2 separate regions of the Drosophila melanogaster genome follow, and region 2 is linked to region 1. A link is a contact called in public Hi-C data. All regions are on one chromosome and are shown on one strand. Each heading gives the region's core, a stretch centred on a gene start, on an enhancer-like site or on the middle of the called end of the contact. The rest is flanking DNA. Distances are from core to core; before and after follow the strand shown.

Evidence for each region. A called contact is a pair of places that touch in the nucleus more often than the background predicts.
Region 2: a contact with region 1 is called in a Hi-C map of the Kc167 cell line, with 2.7 times the contacts expected there. The contact joins the promoter of Zip102B here to the promoter of lncRNA:CR43956 in region 1. A contact is called at or near these places in 19 of 107 Hi-C or Micro-C datasets (the Clone 8 cell line, the Kc167 cell line, the S2 cell line and 4 more) and 1 of 6 datasets of contacts at active chromatin or transcription factors (the Kc167 cell line).

Annotation. Positions count from the first base shown.
Region 1 is chr4:130,513-135,900 of dm6, reverse strand. lncRNA:CR43956 (long non-coding RNA:CR43956) reads left to right here and starts at 3,027. Exons shown (of 1, transcript NR_073614.1): 1 at 3,027-3,227. anne (anne boleyn) reads right to left here and starts at 3,681. Exons shown (of 11, transcript NM_205865.2): 1 at 3,614-3,681; 2 at 2,670-2,715; 3 at 2,188-2,313; 4 at 937-1,230. The coding sequence starts at 1,183.
Region 2 is chr4:311,323-316,710 of dm6, reverse strand. Zip102B (Zinc/iron regulated transporter-related protein 102B) reads left to right here and starts at 2,624. Exons shown (of 3, transcript NM_001297784.1): 1 at 2,624-2,963; 2 at 3,069-3,354; 3 at 3,413-5,388. The coding sequence starts at 2,865. The coding sequence ends at 3,921. It overlaps Rnf11 (Ring finger protein 11), which reads right to left and starts at 1,788. Exons shown (of 4, transcript NM_001272124.1): 1 at 1,754-1,788; 2 at 202-318. The coding sequence starts at 294.

The DNA.
Region 1 (5,388 bases), core at 1,778-4,277:
CAGTAATCATATCTGAGAATTTTCGATATATAGAAAAGCAATTTACTCGAAGCCAACAAATCAAATTTAAACGCCATGTCTTAAATCATTATTCATCCTTTAACTGCCTTAAAAACCTACTTAAAACTTTTCGCCAAGCATTCAGCTGGCAGACTAAAGTCGACGCGAAAATTAATAAAAACATGAATATACATATGTATGTATGTATATAGAATATATACTTTATATGGTTGGAAACGCTTCCTTCTACATGTTACAAACTTTTCAACAAATCTAGTGTAGCCTTTTAATCTACGAGTAACGGGTATTATTAATGTGACTAGACGCGAACAATACGGCACCATCGGACGCTTGTTGGTTTTTGAAGCTATTAAAAATACCTGAAACCGCAGATATTCTTGCGGAACACACGTTTGCTGTTTTTTAGAGCCGAAGAGATTTACATAGTAGCTCTGAATGTATCGTTGAAAAATAGTTGTTTATAAGTCATAGTGTAGACTTTCATAAAAAATCCCTTGAAATTATTCACATTTTTCCTTTTCCTTTGCTCTCATCACCCGGACCACGATTCAATAAGTATTTGGCTCATGTATGCGTGTCTGTGAATTTCACAAGTTAAAAGAAAATTTATTTCTTAAAAATAAATTTAATTTTTTAATGCCAAAATTAGTACGAAATATGAGAAATTAATGCTAAAAATAAATCTATATAACTTGGAATTCAAAAATCACAATCAATCGCCGCTCGTATTCTCATTAAGGGATGTGTCTAACGACGCTGCGTCTAACGACTATGCGATATTCAGAAAATCAAAAGCAAAAGCAACGAAGACTGCTACTCAGAGGGAAATCGATGGTGCATCCTTTTTTTGTTATTCTCGCGAGTAGACAAAAAAAAATTGTCAACAGTAATTAACAAGCTAAAAATATAACTTACCATCCACAAGCCGTTCTGAGTCTTTAGAATAGATTTCATCAACGTTTGGCTCAAGAACGCTTGTTATGTTTTCTTCGCTGTCCCCATCCTGGTCTGGACGATTATATTTGAGTAATGGAACAGATCTTGCTGAAGTTTTACTACAACCATTAACTAAAGTATTATTGTTCTCAACTTTTTTAATTTTATTGCTCGGTACTTTATCACTTTTTTTTGGTTGCACTGATTCTGTCGCTACATAATGCATATCAACAGGAGAATGCCACCAGCTAAGCTTCAAGATTTTATTTTTAGCTGCAATTCCAGGGAAGTGAAGATCATCATCCGTTTCAACATCAGAATTTCTAAATTTTAGATCTTCAATATGATTTGGTAAAGACTGTAGGTGCACAGTCTCACTCGGAGAATCACAAGCCTTGCTCTGACTTGCGAACATTTCTGAACAATTTAAAATTACAAGTGAAGGCAATTATAAATTCTTCGACACTTTGAATATACTTCTTGGTTCTTATTCTTGTTTCTAACACTTATGCAATTATGCAAATTTTAATGTCAGCTACATTTGCCATCTTTGTAAAATGTCTCTCTTAAACAACATAGAAAGCAAGCGAACAAAATTTGTAACATCATTGAAGAGCAGTTCGATCTGCCTACCCGGCTCAAAAATGTTGGACGAGGTTGGATATCTAAGTTAAATGGCACATGATTATTGGCTAATAATTTAAAGTGCAATAATTTTAGCTGCCGTCGTTTAAGTGAAAATTGCGTTTGTAGACCTGCAGGATTTAGGCTCTGATATTTTTTTGGTTTGCTTCTTCTCCAGTTCTTTATTAATCATCCAAAAAACGTAATAAAATTTAAAACAGCTCCTCCGCTTCCCACACGCTTCTCAAAAAAAAATTGCTTGATGTACTCCTTTTGTAAAATCTTCAAGCTTAATCTGGTTCCTCTGGGCAGGACACCCTTTAACTTGTTAAGTGGTAATGTGAATACACATACACCAAAGCACGCGTTGAGCACATTTCTGTATAATATCTTACTTTTTTCCAGTTTCTTCTTTATAACACCTTGATATGAATTCATTACGATACAATCCCTCGGATTAAATTCTTAGTATGACAGGTGCGAATTTCTTGGCAATGGTAATTAAGAATGATGAACTTTAGTAGTCTGTGCAAAAAAGTATCGATTTAAAATTAAAAGTGGAATTCCACGTAGGGAACATAACTATTTTTTTTGTTTGTTATATACCTCAATTTCAATCATTTTAATAAAAACACCGTTCAGTGGCACATTAATAGCTACCCAAGCAAAATCAGGTATTAGTTCAATTTCTTTAATAGGCTCTTCCTTGTTGTTTGACCAAGTGATAAATTTCTGAAATGGAATGCAAATTGTAATATGTAATGAATCTAATAACGTTTTTTAATATTCAACTGTAAGCTAATTTCCCAATCGTAATATCTTTACTAATAATAATTCAATCTCACATCAACAGAAATTGAAAAGGCACTTAAAAAAATTATTTTTTAATATTTTTTATATATTTATAAAAATTGGATAGACAAAGGCAAAAACAATAAACTAGACAAACTAGAGCGGCATCTACGACATGGCTTAATCTCTAAACAAGTATACAAATTGGAAAAGAAATTGAGGTAGAATAACTGAATTTCTGCAGTGAGTTTTAATAACGTTTTCCTAATTATAGCTACATTCATATACATACATACATGTGTAGGTCCAGCAACTCCAATGTTGTTCCATAGATGACCAGTTCTGCAATGCGATTTTCATCCAGGTATTATTTTAAATTTTATTAATGGAAAGAAGTAGTTAAATAGGTAATAAATAATACAAAATGGACAAAACAAATTTTAATACACTCTGAAAATTCGTAAATAGATTAAACCTAACGCATAAAATGTGAGCTATACATGAAGAAATTTGTTAATAACACTCTTATGTACAGGAAATTTAATTAATTAAACATAATTTTATACATTATAATTATAAAAATTTGACGAATATATTTATAATAAAAAACCAACCAATACAAATTGGCGTTGCGTGGCCAGATTGACTCTGATATTTTAATATGCATCGACATTGAATGCTACAATAAAAACTAGTCTCATTTACGGTGGTCTGTTTAACTAATATCCAAAGTTACAAGAAGCAACTTCATGAACAACGAACCAATCATTTCCCATTTCACTGACATTGGCAATACCGGTGCAGTCAAAAAAATAACCCGAACAAATATGAATAGATAGCTAATCTTTACTTGGTAACTGAGACGCTTGTACTATAAGTTACTTCACTTAGATAAAAAAAATATGTATTTTAGATTAATTCATGTAAAAACCTTCACTTAGTAAAATGGCATCATTGTCATAGAAACTTCATCAAAACTTTTATATTTCGTGACATAATATAAAATCTATCAGTCCAAACATGTCATAGATACATGCATGTGTATGGAAGGACTGTGTATATACATATATTGTATCTAGATTCTAATATATATATCTTTACGCATATAGACATTATTTTAAAGCCATACTATGTAATAAACGTATGTTAAATTTACATAAACGTATAGTAACTTCACGATTTATATGTACGCCTTAAAAAACAAAATATTAAGGCAATGTGATGCGTTCACAATAATTACAATTCTTATTTTGGTGTCACCATAAAACTGCCTGTCCACATCCCTTTATTGATGGATTTCAAATAATGTTTAAGCGCACCCAAAAGTAAATACATTTAGAAAAAAATATTCAAATAGATATTTACACTGGCGATTTCTCTTTTACGCCAAGGTAGCTTCATAGAAGATCGAAGAGTTTTGGGACGATGGTGTATTTTATTTCCCGCTGCGGTGATCTGAATCCCATACATAGGTACAAATATACACATGTACTTTATTTACCTATTGTCATAACACTGAACTAATGCTGTATCTGTAATCATTTAACTTTTATTTTTTGTTGAAAATTCAGCAGTTGATACATAAGACATGCAACTGAAAATTCTTCTTTTTCTGAAATACAATTCAGGAATTCACTACGAGAAGGAATATTAATCAGCATATATGTATATAGTATATAGTCAATTTAGTATTTTAATTACATTTATTTATTGTTTTCCTGAGAAATGATTAAAATTTATGCATAGACTCAATTGATCCAAGTCATTCAAAGCCATCTTCAACGCTCGAGCTGCAATTCATTATTATGTATCCTAAGCTTTATACTAAAGAAGAGATTATAGTGTAGCTCGCGTATATTCGGTAGAATTTAATATATCACATATATATATATATGTATATATATATATATATATATATATATATATCATATATAAGCATAGGGCAAACACACGAAAACAGATATTCTAATAAGAATATTGTTTGTAATTATAATGGTAATATAAATGATTCAATGTAGACAGTTTGCACAATTTACGATGTTTATTTTAATAAAACAGATGTTCTAGACCAGAATCAGATTTTTACGAATGTGCTCTGTGGGATGGGCTACGACACCAAATTGTCCTTCTTGACCTTACGACTTACAGAAATGTGCTATACAAGAAAAATGGATTTATAAAATGGAATAATATGAACGTCTTGATCTCAGGAACTATAAAAGCTAGAAGGTTGAGATAAAGCATACAGATTCTAGACATAGACGCAGTGCAAGTTTGTTGCACCATATTGGCACGCCCACAAACCGCCCTAAACTGCCACGCCCACAAAGCGCCCTAAACTGCCACGCCTATACATTTGAAAAATGTTTTCGAATTATTCTCTGTCTTCTAAATTTCTATCGATTTGCCTTATAACTTTTTGCCACGCCCACACTTTTGCAAAATGTTAGGATATTTTTTCATATTAATATTTTGTCTTGTAAATTTCTATTAACATGACGAAAAAAATTTTTTTTACGTACACTCTAGAGCCGTAAAACCGCCCAAAACTGCCCCGCCCAAATTTTTTAAAAATGTTTGCGAATGTTTTACAGTTTTGTTAGTCTTGTAAATTTCTATCGCTTTGCAAACAATTTTTTGCAACGGCTTAGAGTTTACGACCTAATACCGTCCAAAACTACCATACCCACAATTTTGAGAAATGATTTAATTTTTTTGCAGTTTCTATCGATATTTAAAAAACAATATGTCAACCCACGCCCACTCTGACACCAAAAAGATGCCCAAATATATCCCGTTAACACCTTAGAGCATTAAAATTAATTTTTTACCCCAATTTCTTCCGATAAAAAATCATTTTGAAAATTGTCAGTATCACTTGAACTAGCTGAGCAACGGGTATCTGATAGTCGGGAGAGTCGACTATAGCGTTGTCTCTTGCTTTTAACTTATTTCCCTTAGAATGTTTTTTAATATAACAATAACATTTCCGAGAATTTCTAAGGCAGGCTCAGG
Region 2 (5,388 bases), core at 1,375-3,874, 180 kb before region 1:
TCAAAAAATTAGTTTCGAAGGCCAGGTTTTATACAAAACCTTTGCTTTAAAAATAATTATTGACCAAGAATATTTCGATAAACTCATAAAAAACATTTTTAATGTAATTGTTGAAGATTAAAAGACTACAAATTAGTAAATTTTGGACTTCTTTAAATCGACGATTATCGTTAAAACTCGCACCCGTGCATTGGTACTTACATGATACACTGGCTGTGTCCCGCTGATTTGACTGTCATTGCCGCGTAAAAGTGAAATGTCATCTGAAGTGCTAATTTTTAAGCAATTACCCATTTCATGCGTTTTTCGAAGATTTAACTGAAATATATGCACACGTAAAGAAAATTTATACGGCTCGTTTTATCTTGTATTTTAGTTAAGTTGTAAAACTTTATATTTAAATGCAGTGTAAGCTTTTTTTTAAAAGTTGTACATAACAAACACAAAGTAAAAGGAAGATCAAAGAAGACCATTTACGCGACCGAGCCAAAGAAAAGCTTTTTTTTTTTGTTTTAGCGAACGAGAAAAATCACGATTGCAAAAATTTCCGATTGGGAAACCAAAACCTCTATATGCAGCTCCCACATAGAGCTTAAATCTTGAAAGTTGTGCGGCCACAAGGATTAAGGAAATACCTGCCGCCAATAGACCTGGCCGAAACTAAAGAAGACATAAAAAGTGGAAACTGGTTGGGCCAAGGAGCAAAATTGGTCTCGAAGGTAAATAGTGTTTTTCTACCAAACTTGCATCGTAGTTTGATGGGTAACATATGTTTTTTGACTTCATATCACCCCACATCTGCAAAATCTCGATGTGTTGTTTATCGATAAAAGATTGCCAAGACATAAAAATATTCAAAAAAAAACGAGTACCGCGTATAATGATATAAAATCTAGGATCTGTTATAGTTAATATTTCTACACCTTTACTTAAAAAAATTTTTGTTTCTTAACGGAAAAAACTGAAGAAAACTTTCCATTCCTTAAAAACTGGAAATTGATATATGATATGATGATATTTTTTTCATATGGACGTCTAGATACTTTCAATCTGTTGAATATCCTTATCGTGTATGTTTTACACTACATTGACATTGGACTTTACTTTTAAGGATATTTATACACACGCTTGTTAAGGGGAAGTACCAATCGCTAAAAGATTTATTATACTATTTCATACGCGATTTGGCTTGGCTCGTTTTAAACTTTGCGATGAACACTTGTACATCACACAACGATTGTTTATTTATTGATGCATTACCTTTACTCCGCACTGAGCAAATTGTAGTAACTAATAAAAAAATAGTGTTACAAAACGAGATATTCATTAAATTATATGGATGTATTTGTTTGATTACGATTCGTCACTCAACGTTGGAAGAATCCTGTTTTTGCCAATTCTGAACGCCAGATGAAGGTGCAAATATTCGTGATCCATCTATTCTTAAAAACCTTGGACGACTTATTCTATTTTCATTTAATTTTATAAGTTTATCGGAAATTAGCAAAATAATGAAACGTTTAAAACTCACATATACAGTACCAATTAGTACCAATCCCCAAGAAATCTTAAATTAATAAGTACGCATGCATGTATATAAAATGCACATATGTATACACAACTTTCATAATAAACAGAAACAATTTAGTTAGTTGATTTAAAAAAAAAAAAACATTAAATGTGACTTTCTTTGAAATTAGACTAGATTCGATTTAATAAAGCCTGATTTATTCCATATGCTTAGACTTTTTACCTATTTGACAATAAATAAACCAAAATCAACAGTGCTGTTAATAGTATGACCTTAGGTTACCAAACTGTTTATGTAAATGGTGTAATACACGTTGTGCACTGAGATAAATTACATTCTCACGTTGCGCTATACAATCATAATACGGAATACAACCCTCCATGTAGTACGAGAGAGTGATGTATCCCTAAATAACTTATTAAATAAATAAATTATAAGGATCTAGAATTTTTTATGTTATGTGATTTCTGACGATATATAGATAAGCCAAATGAGCAATTATTGTAGGATAACACACGGTGACACCAGGAAAATACTATATACCGCACACTTTAATATATTTACAGAATTTATTTAAAATATTAAAATTAACTGGTGACCGATCATAACCAGTAAAAGGTAGAGCAACTACTATAGGTTTTGCGAACAAGTTAAATTTTCCGATAAACAATAGCTTAAAGAAAATTTGGTTCACTAGCTCCATTCGAACAATTATTCTTAAAACCATTAAAGGTTTTTTCTTTTTTTTAAATTTCACATGAGAGCAAATAAAAAATCGGTTAAAAGTCGGTTGAGAATGCTTGGTACTATTTCTAAATATATATTATATATAAATTATATATATTATATTATATTATATAATATTATATATATTATTATATATTATATTATATATATTATCTTATATTATATTATATATATTATATTATATTATATTATATATGTTTTATATATATTATATATAAATTAAAAATGGTATCATACATTTGTATCGGACCATCTAAAACCGTTTTCAATAAGTTTGTATAATAAGCCAGTGGGTAAGACATGAAATATAATAACTTAAAGGTATTGTTCACAGTCTGGGAAAATTTCGTACGTCTGTAGGATCGCGAGTTTTAACGGGATGAGAAGAAAACAAATTGTATAGTTCTGTTGTGGTATGAGATGTTAATTTGGTTGAAGTGTTATTGTAGAATATGGTATAAGTTCCACAGTTGGTTGCTGCTATATGCGTTGTTAAAATGTTAATAAGGCTCATCTCTAGCGATTGAGTTGGCAAAAACATGTAGCTTTGATGGTATTATGCTCATTAAAATTAAGTTGGGCAATCATGGCTGAGGAGACAATAATTCTCATTTTATTAGTGTTGGTTATGCTTGTGGGGTCTTATTTGGCAGGGAGCATACCGATGCTGATGAAATTAAGCGAGGTCGGTACTAAACAATGGCATTTTAAATACAAAAAAAATTTAATGTGAGGTATTTGGAGCACCACTAGTGCATTAATTTGTTCTACTTAATAAATGTCATTAAAGGAAAAGCTAAAATGTGTCACTGTGCTGGGAGCTGGATTGTTAGTGGGAACTGCTCTCGTTGTTATTATTCCGGAGGGCATTCGATCATTGTATGTGGGGAGTGGCCAATCCCAAAAACGGACATCAGTTCCGGAGCAACCAGATTACTCACAGACCATTGGACTTTCTCTTGTGCTTGGATTTGTCTTCATGATGTTGGTGGACATCTCTCAGCGGAAGAGTAATGTTGGAAGTAATAAAAAAAACAATGCCACACTAACTCTTGGATTGGTTGTGCATGCCGCAGGTAAAGAAGCTTATATTGGTGTACCCACCATATCTTAAAAATTGTTGTTCTTTTGCAGCTGATGGAGTTGCATTGGGAGCAGCTGCCACCACTAGCCATCAAGACGTTGAGATAATTGTATTTTTAGCTATAATGCTTCATAAGGCACCAGCAGCATTTGGATTAGTGACATTCTTACTGCACGAAAAAGTAGACAGACATCAAATTCGCAGACACCTAGTCTTATTTTCCCTGTCGGCTCCCCTTATGACTATTTTAACGTATTTTGGGATCGGACAGGAGCAGAAGGACACGTTAAATTCCGTGAATGCCACTGGTATAGCTATGCTATTCTCCGCTGGAACATTTTTGTACGTAGCAACTGTGCATGTTTTACCAGAGCTTACCCAAGGGGGATTTACGAAAAGCGATCAGCATGATTATTGTTTGCTAGAGGAATCTCGAGGTGTTGCTACGAATGATATAAATGGAAGCAATAGTATTCAAGCACTAAAATATAGTGAATTGGTAATTCTGATTTGCGGCGCACTGCTACCCCTAATTATAACATTTGGACATAATCACTAGTAATGTAGTAATACATATATTTTTGTCAAATAAGATGAAGTAAAAGTTAAGGGATATTAAGCTATAAATATATTGGGTTTAATTTCTCGGATATACAATTATTAACATTAAGTGCTTTGCACAAAGATTTTGAATTTAATGAATTGTCGCATGAAAGTCAAATTTGGTACCGACGTCAACTTTTGTCAGCTTTCTGTAAAGTTGAGTGATTTGAGAGGCCTTATACGAGAATGTATTGTGAGTAAACCAAGCAAAATGAGGAAGGTCAAAAAGTAGTGCAAGAAATATTTTACTTTAATATTTAGACTTGCGCAGGCAGGAATAGTACGCAAGTCGGCGCCGAATTCATTGGCATCAGAATTTTGACTCCGGCTCCTATATACTATATGTTAATTTATAATTATATATGTTTTTATTGTATTTAATAACAATGGATAGTTTACGTTCTCAGAATGGTAGTAAAAAGTAAGAGACGGTTTAAAGGCAGCTTGGCAATGTCACCATTGGTTTACTGGATAACGTCTTCTGTTACGGCCTTAGATTACGGATTTCTATAACTACTTCTGCTATGACTTTCTACATTTATAGATACCTTTCTGCGTCTTTTCTACTTTAATTCTGCTCAACTTCTTTGCGGAATATTTTTCGCGCGTTCTTTATTTCCGCTGTTCTTGTCTTGTCTTGTAAATATGAATCATATCTTAGCAAAGATCTTTAAAAACTTCTTTGGCTATAAATGATGTGTATTATGGGCACTTCTCTTCTACTAGAACGTGAAAAAAACTGTTTCCCAAAATCACGACGACAAATAGCTTTGCTGACTGCAGTTTTAGGCAGTTTTTTAAACCATGGCGTTAAGTTGATCCATCTTTGTTTTTGACTATGACGAGTCTGCTGGCGAAATTCGGCGCCGACTTGCGTACTATTCCTTTTCGTTGCCATTCCGAAACCTGATCTCGATTCTCTTCTCCTTGGGCACAATCGACAAAATTTGGTAAAATGTTCAATTACTTGTAGCATGGATTTGTTTCAAATTAGGATAAATTGTTTTCCCTTTACATATATACAATCTTATAATATTTTGTATCTTTTCACCGCGTAGCATCTTACTAATACTTCCAAAATCACTAGGTTGCGTCATATCGATATGAGAAAGTGTACATCAATCCGGTAGTTTGTGTGTAAACACCACTCTATCGTTCTAACTTTTTGATTTGTCGTTAGATAAGCTGTGAAGCTTGTCTTTCGTCGTTGCCAGACCATTTCCACATAAATGTGTATGTTTTCACTTTATATGTATGTCACTGTGGTCGGCAGTCCTATTCGTGTCAATGGTCACCAAAGAGTTTCTATACTACAATTTTGAGCTTAAAGATTTGTCATTAACACAGTCAAACCAAAGACACTAGAATAACGTTATTTGTGGTCCGGTGGGTATGCCCATGTTTATAAAGTTAATTCGACCCA